Linked DNA regions of Sus scrofa: region 2 is linked to region 1. A link is a contact called in public Hi-C data. All regions are on one chromosome and are shown on one strand. Each heading gives the region's core, a stretch centred on a gene start, on an enhancer-like site or on the middle of the called end of the contact. The rest is flanking DNA. Distances are from core to core; before and after follow the strand shown. Region 1 has its middle 69 kb from the start of NUDT4. Region 2 has its middle 130 kb from the start of EEA1.

Region 1 (5,854 bases), core at 1,022-3,521:
TTTTCCTTTTTTGGGTGAAAAGCATACTGCAGCTAATTCATCAATGAATTCATAGTCGTTAGCTAGGTATTTCATCTTGAATGATATCGTAATAATAACTGTTATTAACCAAGTACTTTCCTTTGTGTCTATACTCTCCGATCCTCCCAACAACTCTGGCAGGTTCAGAGAGGTTGTATAACATGTCCAAGCAGGCAGGTAACAGCAAAGCCATGACCGAAACCCAAATTCATCTTCTCAAGGTTTTACCTCCTTAAATGATTCCCATTAAGAAAACAAAGCCGGGAGTTCCCGTCGTGGCGCAGTGGTTAACGAATCCGACTAGGAACCATGAGGTTGCAGGTTCGGTCCCTGCCCTTGCTCAGTGGGTTAATGATCCGGCGTTGCCGTGAGCTGTGGTGTAGGTTGCAGACGCGGCTCGGATCCCGCGTTGCTGTGGCTCTGGCGTAGGCCGGTGGCTACAGCTCCGATTCAACCCCTAGCCTGGGAACCTCCATATGCCGTGGGAGCGGCCCAAGAAATAGCAACAACAACAACAAAAAAAAGACAAAAGACAAAAAAAAAAAAAAAAAAAAAGAAAAGAAAACAAAGCCAATAGAATTGCCAAAGTTGAGAAACAATTTGCAGCTCAGACTTTTTATCAGCAAGTTATTTAACCCCATCAAGCCCCAGTTTCCTCCATTCGTTGGAAAAGGGTAGAAGTACCCTTGTTAGAGTGTTGTTGGAGTATTCATGGAGCTAAAGACTATGAAGAGTTTAGCACCAGTGCTGGGCACAGTAGATGCTCGTAAATGTTAACTAGTAACAGCAGTTTCTCAAATTCCATTGACTCTACTAGCATCTGCTCTTTCAGGCATCCAGACCCCAGTAAAATCCTCCTCGAGGACTGGCAGGGCATCAGGAACAGGGCAGCTCACAAGTGGTCCTAATTCAGTCCACCACTCACAGCCTCTTCATGGCATCCAGTGTGCTCTTCCTCCCCACCTCTGCCGGCCCCCAACACTCCCCACTCACAGGTACACATATACATTTTTCTCCCCTCATTTAAATAGCCCCATTTTTTCCAGGAGTCCCCAGGGCTTGGCCAGGGACTGGTATCTGAAACTGGCACCAAACCATCCTTCATTTTCCTTTTTTCTCCCCAAGCAGACCCTTTCAATCCAAGCAAATCAGCTCAAGCTAACAGATGCTTGCAGGTTACCAGGTCTACCAGCTCAATGTACCTGTCCAAAGCAACTGAATCCAGGTTAAAGCCCAGTGCAGACACAAGACTGGGCACAATAGTAGAATTTGTCATCAATTTATTTTCCACCCAAGTACTTCTCTGGACCAGGTTCTTATTTCCAATGTCAAGATCTGGGAGTTCCCGTTGTGGCTCAGCGTTAATGAACCCAACTAGCATCCATGAGGACTCGGGTTCAATCCCTGGCCTAACTCAATGGGTTAAGGATCTGGCATTGCCGAGAGCTGTGGTGTAGGTGGTAGACGAGGCTCAGATCTGGTGTTGCTGTGGCTGTGGTGTAGGCTGGCAGCTGTATCTCCGATTGGACCCCTAGCCTGGGAACTCCATATACCTCGGGTGTGGCCCTAAAAGACAAAAAGACAAAAAAAAAAAAAAAAGATCTGCCTGTCCTATTATTTTTATTTTTTATTTTATTTACTTCTGTTTCATTCTTCCTATGATACTTCTTTTAAACATTAATTTATTCAAACACTAAGAGAAAGGCTAATAAAAATGTTCTATACTCAAATTCCACCATTCTATTTGTTTTTACTTTTAGCAAAACATTTCTTCTGAACTTGGCCGTTGTGCATATATCATACAGATATAAAATAGATATAAATAGATATATATTGTTTTATAATATAACATATAATAGTGAAGTAGATACAAGCTCCCATTTCAATACTTATGTTGAATCTTCACTAATTATTCAGCCTGCTCTTCAAAAGAGCAAAATTTCTGATAAATTTGCAATCATCAACAACCTAACAAAATGTTTAAGCCAAAGACATTTTTAATGCTATTTTCCTTGTACTTACTCATTAGCCTTCATTGTTGGCAAAACAAGCTACTAAATATAGAAAATTGTACTTATCTTAAAAAAAAAAAATTGTGGAAACCTACCTACTATTATTCCCTTTTGGGGCAAGTTCCCAAGTTGGCTTCTCCTGAGTTCATCTGGATAAATATTCTGCTCACCATACATGGTGAGACTGCCAGGGCTTGTTTTTCCAACCATGGTGACAGATTTGCAGTGGTTATCTACACTCTCTCACCTGTTCCAAGGACAGGTCAAGAGAACACTCTCGATAGGACTGGCCAGGTTAGAGTACAGGTTGAGACCAGGAAACAATGGAAAACAAACCAAACAATACAGAGATTGAAACTTTGGCCTTTTTCATCAAGACCCCTGGCCTCAGACTTCCCCCTCCACCATGTGACCAAACTGTGTGGTTGGCAGTCAATTTAAACCTGATGGCAAAAACTTGAGGGTTACCAATTGAGCTTTCTCACTGCTATTTTGTTCCAATAGAGTTCAAAACATTTTCAATTCTTAGGTACCTTTTTGAATACATGAAAAATTTCCATACAAATAAAGTCTCCAAAGCAATACATATCAATTCCTGGAATGAAAATGTGAATTTATCCCTTAACAATAATCCAATGCGAAATAAGCCCTATTTAAGGGAAAGTTTTGCTACAGGTTGAGTTCCCTGGGAAACAGGCTCAGAGATGGAGAACTGCCTGAAGGAAGTTTATTAGGGAATGATCTTGGCATCAACACCTGTGTGGAAACAAAAGCTGCCGATTCAGGCAGAAGCTGAGCTGCAGTGCAGTCACAGCAGAGGCCTCCATTGATCTCACAGGGAGCTCTGGAGCTGGGATGGCCCCGCAGAGATGTCCCAAAATAAGGACGTTTCTACCCCCACATCAGCCCATCAGTGAATCCTGGCTGCTCCTAGGAAAGGGGCATGACCTTTACCAAGGTGGCTTCTCTCCACCAGCATTTTTGGGAGCAGGAGAATGCATTCATAATTGCCAGCTGCAGTCTGGAAGCGCCTACTGCAAGTGTAAATCACATACTCATTCAACTCTCACCAGGGAAACGTCTATATAGACTCAACAGACAGTAAAGGCAACTTCCTGAAGAAAGAGGGTTCTATTAACAAGAAAAAAACTGATGCACCAGGGAACTTTCTACTCAGAGGTAAGCTTTCATGTCACTGTCAAGACAATGTGGCCTCATATACGCAGTACAAGACTGATCCCATCTTCTCTGCCCCAAATTGAAAGCAATCCGGTTACCCACTCCTCTACCTGCCCCTATGCAGCACTGACAATGCCTTCCCCCAAACCAATGGCGCAAAGGGAAATGCATTTCATTCAACAGGTCTAATAGATTTACTCCTTGCTACTCCAGCATATCAGGTTTTTTTCATGAACACCAAGAGACAGAGTGGAGAGAGAAAGAAGAGCTTCACGTGGAAATCTGCATGACAGACAATGGTCTATCAGTTGGTATTTCCTTGGAGCAGAGCTCAAAGGTCAAATTGTTGTTTTGATCATGCAGCTATCATGCTTTTTGCATGCTGGAGACTCCCTACAAGGATTATTTAATGGAAGAAAGAAAAAAATGATCATGACCTGAAGAAAATTCTTCATCTCATGTTGAACGTTAAAAACCATGTGACTCTTCATTTAAAAGAGTAAAATCAGCCTTCTGCCCAGCTATACAAGGATCATTTAAATTAACATTTTAAAAAACATACAGTAGGAACTTAGAGGGTGGAGCTTCTGAAGAAAAGGCTTGCTTCTCGCAAGCCGCTGCCAAACACAGACAGATATAATGTTGACTTGTCGACTGTCGACCATAGGATAATGACTTCAGAGAAGGCCTTGGGAAAGCAAGTTTTGTATGTACCTCTGTCTGTCTGATGTGACATCTATGGTCACAACCTAGAGAAAGTGGCTAAATGGAAGAACCTGTTTTCGGTCTCTCTCAAACCCCTTGGTCTCGCCCACCCATCCAGCCCCGGTTTACCAAACCCATGTAAAACCTGGCCACACTTCTAAGCCTAAATACCCCGGGGGAGAAATTTTTTCTAATTCAATGCAGGTGAAACTCAAAGGTAGGGGGAGTGAGCCCACTTAGCGTATAATCAAGGCATCGTCAAGGTCCCGCATATCTTTTTCCCTTGGGTGTAACTGCAATACTCTTGCCCCCTGGTCTGGGTTGAAAATGTCCAGGCTCTTCTGACCCCACCAACTAACTTATTCCAGAGGCTCTATCTAACCCCTTACACAAGGTCCTGGGTGTCTGCCTCCCTGAGGGAAACACATTCCTAAAATGTTGTTTGTGAACGAGTTAATTGTAGTACAAATAATACTTTTCTACTGACTTTCATTCTGATTGCATCATGTTTTTATCATTGCTTCTAATCTATCTCCAGTGACGAGTCACTTTTAGAGAATTCTTTCTAAAGTGAACAAGCAACCCACTTATTTTGTTTTCGTCAAGAGAGGTGTCTAAAAACGGCTTTCCCAAGGGTTCCCATCGTGGCTCAGCAGAAACAAATCAGACTAGCATCCATGAGGACGCAGGTTCAATCCCTGGCCTTGCTCAGTGGGTTAAGGATCTGGTGTTGCCATGAACTGTGGTATAGGTAGCAGACATGGCTTGGATCTGGCGTTGCTGTGACTGTGGCGTAGGCCAGCAGCTATATCTCTGATGTGAACCCTAGCCTGGGAACTTCCAAATATGCTGAGGCCCTTAAAAAAATCAAACCTGCACGTGCCTCCTTGCCGGCCAGTTCCATCCTCATTTTCTGCTCAGGGCTCCACCTTGGCTGTAGGCTGCGTTGGTCTTAGTGAGGGCTGCTATAACAAACACCACACACTGGTGGCTTGAACAACGGAAATGTGTTAGCTCACAGTTCTGGAGATCAGACATTCCAAGACAAAGGTGTGGGCAAGGCTGGTTTCTTCTGAGGCCTCTCTCTGGCTTATAGATAGATAGCTGCCTTTCCCCATGCTTCTCCTGTCTTCCCTAAGGTATCCCTTCCACAGGTATCCCCAGGTATTTGGATACCTGTCTGTATCCAGATTTCTTCTTCTGACAAGGACACGAGTCATATTGGATTAGGACCCACCTGCATGACCTCATTTTACTTTATCTCTTTACATGAAGTCACATTCTAAGGTACTGAGGTTAGGACTTCAACATATGAATTCTCATGGGACACAATTCAGCCTACAATAATGGCTAAATTTAAAATATATTTTAACATTCTTCTACATAAGAAGGGAGGGGGGAAGTCATTTTACTATTTCTATGTATCTTCCAAAGTTAAAAATTACTCAGTAAGATGTTAGTTTCTTGTGGACAACTCTTCTCTTCCCTTCTCTGGATGACCATAACCCAGTAGCTCCCAAACTCGAAGGTGCAATAAAATCACCTGGAATGCTGGCTGAATGGAGACCGCATGCCCCTCCTCAGAGTTTCTGGTTTCAGGAGGTCTGGGGTGGGGCCCGAGAATTGCATTTCTGATAGGGTGTGCAGTGGACCACACATGGAGAACCACAGTGGGGCCTCAGGGCCGTCATGGATGATATCATCTTATATCTCCTCTCTCTGTGTGGACTCTTGCACTCTGAGGCACTGCTCCTTGTACCCACATGGGTAGTCTAGTGAGGGGGTGCATTATCACTGTCCTTATTTTAGAGAGGAGGCAAGTCTAGCTCAGTGTGGTTATAGGCTTGCTCACTTTCACCCAGGCAATTAGTGGCAAAGCCACCTCTTGGTCTTGTTCTCTCCACTAGCCCACAGCCATCAGGATCAGAGAGGAAACA
Region 2 (5,854 bases), core at 1,513-4,012, 200 kb before region 1:
CCCTCCCCCTCCCCCTTGGCAACCACAAGTCTGTTTTCTCTGTGAGTCTCTTTCTGTTTTGTAGACAGGTTCATTTGTGCTGTATTTTAGATTCCACATATAAGTTATATCATATGGTGTTTATCTTTCTCTTTCTGACTTACTTCACTTACCAGTATGATAATCTCTGGTTGCATCCATGTTGCCATGAATGGCATTATTTTGTTCTTTTTCAGATGGATCTTGTAATAATGACAGCTAATGTCTGTGCCAGGTACTATTTAAGCAATCTTAAATAGTACCTGTGTGTTGTCATAACACTCCTATAACTAAATACTATTATCCCCACTTTGCAGATTAGGAAACTATGGCCCAGAGGTTATGTAACTTTCCCAGGGAGAGCCATCTGGTAAGGAGTAGAGCTTAGATTTGAAGCCACACAATCTGGCTCCAGAATCTGAGTTCATAATCACTCTGCTGCATGGCCATCCTATGATCAGGGGTTTGGAGGTTATTCTGAGAGTGATGAGATATTATTGAAGGGCTTAAGCCAGTGGATGGCAGGACCTGTTCTCTATATCAAGATTATCATAACAATGTCTGCATGGAACAAAAGTGGAGGCAGAGAGACCACTTGGAGGCCATTATGGGGGTTCAAATGAAAGATACTGATGGTGTGGATGAGGGAGGCGGCAGTGAGGAGAGACACAAATAGACATCTTCGGCATACATTTTCAAAGCAGACCTACAGGCCTTTAGTGATGATTTGGATCTTGGAGTACGGGGAGTGGAGAAATTCAATCTCATTCCAGTTTTTTTGACCTGAGCAACTTGAGTTTACTGAGTTGATGAAAAACAGGGTGTGGAGGAGATACATGTAGAGTATTTGAATGTCTGCTATCCATTTCCCTGACAGGATCTCTGTTTCTTATTGGCAAACACCTCTTTGTTAAAAGTTAGGCAAGCCAAGAGATAGTCCAATTAGATATTCCTTACCTGTAATGTGATTCTTTTTTTTTTTTTTTTTTGTCTTTTTGCCTTTTCTAGGGCCGCTTCCGCGGCATATGGAGGTTCCCAGGCTAGGGGTCTAATCGGAGCTGTAGCCACCGGCCTACACCACAGCTCACAGCAACACCGGATCCTTAACCCACAGAGCAAGGCCAGGGATCAAACCCACAACCTCATGGTTCCTAGTCAGATGCATTAACCACTGCGCCACAGCGGGAACTCCTGTAATACGATTCTTGAGCAGAAGGACAAAATTCAGACCCTCCAGGGGCAGCCTCCTAATAAATTTTTCCTTCATAAGGCAGTTTCCATGCTCCCTGTTTCTTAAGCCCAGGATTCCAATCAATTCTGTGAGTTCTAAAGACTTCCAATACATTCCCTCTGGCAGTCCTTGTGGTAACCAAAGGGCATACAGGGTGAGAATAGGGTGGGGGCAGGGTACTCCCAACCAGGACATACATTTTGAAGACGTCAAGTTTGAGGTGTCTTTGAGATATGTCAAGGGGGCTGCTGAGTATTTGCACCTGGAGGTCAGACTTGGGGCCTAGGATGGGGAGAAATAAATTTGGGAGTTATCAACATGTAGATGGTATAGTGGTGTCTAGCATAATGTTCCATGTCTTTTGCTAAGAGTATTCTGATTTTCTTTGGGGGACATATTTCCCTCTCTTGGCTAGTAATCTTGATGAGTTGTTAAAGTGCTGAGCATCCTCTGGACAAGAGGCAAGTCCAGACAGTTAAGATATATCATCCACCTGGTCACAGTGATTCTTAAGGGATGCTCAAATGAATTAGGTCGATTCAATAAGAATTAGCAAAGGACTTTTGATGGAACAGTAAGGAACACAAATCCTGTCCTCTTTCTGGCAGGGTTGCTAAAGTGGTGCAATGCAAGCTTAGACCTACCAGGGTCTGTATTCCTCCCTCCCTCTCTTCCTTCTTTGTTTTTTTTTTAAACGCCCTGGGGTTTATCATAGCCTGATAAGAATGAGGTAAACACAGCAGCAAACAGATTCAAGTGACAGAGGGAGATGGGCAATGTGCTTATGTAGCACTGACTCCTAGGTGGTGTCATTCTAGAAACTAACTTCATGAGCATGTACATCAATGAATCCCCATTTTTGCTTCAGATAGTTGAACTGAGTTTCTGTTATTTGCAGCCAAGGAATTTCTGACAAGTACCTGCATCATTTAAGCCCTGTCCTTGGGTCAGATCACACAGGGGAAGAGTGTAGAGAGGACTGAGCCACAAAACATTGTAATAAAGATCCAATACAGGAGAAGGATCCAGCATTTTGGTTAGATTGTCACTTGTCTTGGATAACAAGTAGGATCAGAAAGATAATATAATTCATTGTACTGCAGAAAGAAAATCTGTTGGCAGAATATGGATAATTTTTAAAATGAGGTGATAAGTACATAGGGGGGCTTATGTTTGAAAAACTGCACTTATGACAAGGTGTTGCCACATTTTTCCTGCATTGAAAGGACAGCATCTCTTTCCAGGAGAGCTCCTTTGCACACTGAGTCATGTCATCCAAGATAACTGTGGCTACCTGCCTTTTCTTGGCTTCCAGCATTCTGAGACGTGGAATTCAGAGGGCTTGGCAAGGAAAAGTCAGACATGTGTGGACTGTTTGTAAATTCACATGAGCCCTCTGAGGTTTGACAGCACAAAGACAGGGAGGAGTTTGGACTCAGGTTCTGTTGGCCTCTGAATTCACTTTGGATGAGACAGATTGGTGTCTGCCAACTGGGCTCCCCCATTCCTAATAGTAGCCAGACTGGCATCTTTGGCTTCAAGAGGGATTGATCTGGTTCCCATGTCAACAGAGGGTTCTACACCAAACTGATCTGAGAAAACTGTATGCAGTTCTGAGTGGTAGGATGATAAGTTCTACCCAATAGGGAGCTGAGACAAGCAAATGCTGGCTCTGGAGTGGGAAGCCATACTCAAGAGTAATTCTAGAAAATGACAAATGGCAGGGACCACAGAAACACTTTACTAAGAGTCTTTGATTAGAAGGAAATGTTTGTCCTTTTAACCAGACACAGGAAACAAAATGAAACCTTTTTTCTTTTCTTATTTTCTTTCTTTCTTTTTTTTTTTTAGGGCCGCACCTGAGGCATATGGAAGTTCTCAGGCTAGGGGTCAAACCGGAGCTCTAGCTGCTGGCCTACACCACAGCAATAGCAATGCCAGATCCAAGCCATGTCTGGGACCTACACACAGTTCATGGCAACACCAGGGATCGAACCTATATCCTCATGGATACTAGTCAGATTCGTTACCGCTGAGCTACGAGGGGAACTTCCTCTTTTTTTTTTCTTTTTCTTTTTTTGGCTGCCCTCTGGCATGTGGAGTTCATGGGTCAGGGATCAGATCCAAGCCACAGTTACGACCTAAGCTGTAGCTGCAGCAACTCCTTAACTCACTAACTCCCAAGATGCCACTGATCCCTTTGTGCCACAGCGGGATTTCCATAAAGGGAAACTCTTACTTTTGCAACACAGGAGAGAAAATGTGGATTTCAAGTCATCTTTGGGTGGGTAGACTCTGCGAGATAGAGCCAGCCAGTTAGCCCATGAATTAAATAGCTATCACTGACTTCATGAAAACAAGATCCATTGAATAGCTTAATGAAGCACTAAGTACTCAATCTCTGGAGCCAGACTGCCAGGGTTCACATTCTGGGTTCACACCTGTTTCTTTAATGATGCTGCACTTTGGTTTCCTCATCTGTAAAATGAAGATCATTTGAAACTGGAAAACATTATGCTAAGTGAAAAAACCTAAGCAAAAGAGGGCCAATAGTGTACGATTTCAATTATATGAGGTACCTAGAACAAGCAAATTCATAGACCCTAGAATAGGTAAATTCACAGAGACAGAAAGTAAGATAGAGCTTTCTCCAGGGGCTGGAGGGAGGAGAGACTGGTGTGGGTGGTGGTTATTGTTTAATGGGTAGAGAGTTGAGGCTGGGGATGATGAAAAGGTTCTGGAGGTGGAGAGAGCGCTTGTTGCACAACATTGTGTGTGTACTTTATGTCACCAAATGGCTTAAAAATAGTTAAACTGAAAAATAGAACAAAAGAAAATGATAACTACCTGAGGTGGTAGAACGTGTTAATTAGCTGATTGTGGTGATTATTTCACTATGTACATGTACATCAAAACATCAAGTTGTACCACTAAAATAATACTTTTTTTGTCAATTATACCTCAATAAAGCCAGAAAAAATGATGAAAAGTTAAATTTTATGTTATGTGTATTTTACCGCAATAAAAAAAAAAATACGGCCCTTGCTGCAAACATAATACTGAGCAAAGAGATCACACAAAAGAATTCATGCTGTTATGATATCAATACATAAATTTCCAAAGCAGGCAAAAATCATCCCTGGTACTGGAAACTGGGAGAGTGGTCACCACTGAGCATGGGGGGGACTGGAAAGAGACTTCTGAGGCTGGTAGTGTTCTGTTTCTTGATCTGGAGATGGGTGACCTGAGGAGGTTGCCTTTGTGAAACTTATTGAGCTGTCCCTTATGTGTGCTTTTGTGTGTGTACGCAAGCTGGATTTCCATGAAAAGCGCCTCTCACCAAAAAAAAGGAGGCTGACGGTCCTCCCCACCCAGCTCTCTCTTTCTCCAAGTTCTGTAGCCACTCCCTCCTACTGCCTCTTGGCTCTCGTCATGGTAATGGGGCCCCGTGATTACTATTGTAAAGATACTGTACTAATCTCCCTTGGGGTTACTTGTGGGGTTTTTTTCACACCCTGCCCAGATCTTTACAAATCAACTTTTATTAAACTCTTCCCCAATGTCCCCAATTTCAGTGCATCGTCTCCTTCTACTGGGACCCTGACTGGTACCTACCGTCTTAGAGACCTGTGGAAAGGCCACCATGGGCCCTGCATGAGCCCCTCCATCAGCTCACTGCTGACCAGACCAGATGTGAGCAACTAAACTGCCCAGGGGCTCGCTCACCGATGAGAATCTGTTTTTTTTGTTTTTGTTTTTGTCTTTTTAGGGCGGCACCTGTGCAATGTGAAGGCTCCCAGGCTAGGGGTTGAATCAGAGCTGTAGCTGCTGGCCTACACCACAGCCACAGCAACTCGGGATCCGAGCCGTGTCTGCGATATACAGAGCTCATGGCAATGCCAGATCCTTAACCCACTGAGTGAGGCCAGGGATTGAGCCTACAGCCTCATGGATGCTTGTCAGATTCATTTCCACTGAGCCACAAGGGGAACTCTGAGAATTTGGAACAGAGTCACAGAGGCTGAGTGACTGTGCCAGCAGAGAGCTCAAGAATTATAAGATCAGGAGTTCCCATTGTGGCTCAGTGGTAATGAATCCAATTAATATCCACAAGGATGCGGGTTCAACCCCTGACATTGCTCAGTGTGTTAAGGATCTGGTGTTGTTGTGAGCTGTGGTGTAGGCTGGCAGCTACAGCTCCGATTCAACCCCTAGCCTGGGAACTTCCATATGCTGCATGTGCAGCTCTAAAAAGACAAAAAAAAAAAAAAAAAAAAGGAAATATAAGATCACACAGAGAGTCAGTGCCATGGCAACCCAAAGCTGTGAGCAAGCCGATGCTACTACAGGACAGGCTCAAAAATTGGTTTAGGAGGAAAGGGACCAAAGTGTCATTTATTAATGCTGTGAAGGCTTTAATATATTCAGGAAAAAATACGTTCCAACCACATGCAAGCTAATGTAAAATCATCTAATGTATTTTTCCAACTATTTATCTGTATCTTTAAAGTCCCTAGAATTATTGCTCCTACCAAAGTCATGTAAATGAGACTATATCTAAATATCTACTGCACAAAATGCAAGAATGCCACCCATTATGCAATC

The links. A called contact is a pair of places that touch in the nucleus more often than the background predicts.
Region 2: a contact with region 1 is called in a Hi-C map of liver, with 2.9 times the contacts expected there. The contact joins two enhancer-like sites. A contact is called at or near these places in 1 of 47 Hi-C or Micro-C datasets (liver) and 1 of 2 datasets of contacts at active chromatin or transcription factors (skeletal muscle).

What each region holds. Positions count from the first base shown.
Region 1 is chr5:89,794,673-89,800,526 of Sscrofa11.1, reverse strand. No RefSeq gene overlaps it. Among named protein-coding and RNA genes, the nearest start is that of NUDT4, 69 kb to the right of the region's middle. Within about 2 kb of position 2,271, at least 3 of the 83 cell types and tissues checked have an H3K27ac peak or open chromatin away from gene starts, as enhancers often do. A contact at or near this core is called in liver, where this site is marked.
Region 2 is chr5:89,998,044-90,003,897 of Sscrofa11.1, reverse strand. No RefSeq gene overlaps it. Among named protein-coding and RNA genes, the nearest start is that of EEA1, 130 kb to the left of the region's middle. Within about 2 kb of position 2,762, at least 2 of the 83 cell types and tissues checked have an H3K27ac peak or open chromatin away from gene starts, as enhancers often do. A contact at or near this core is called in liver, where this site is marked.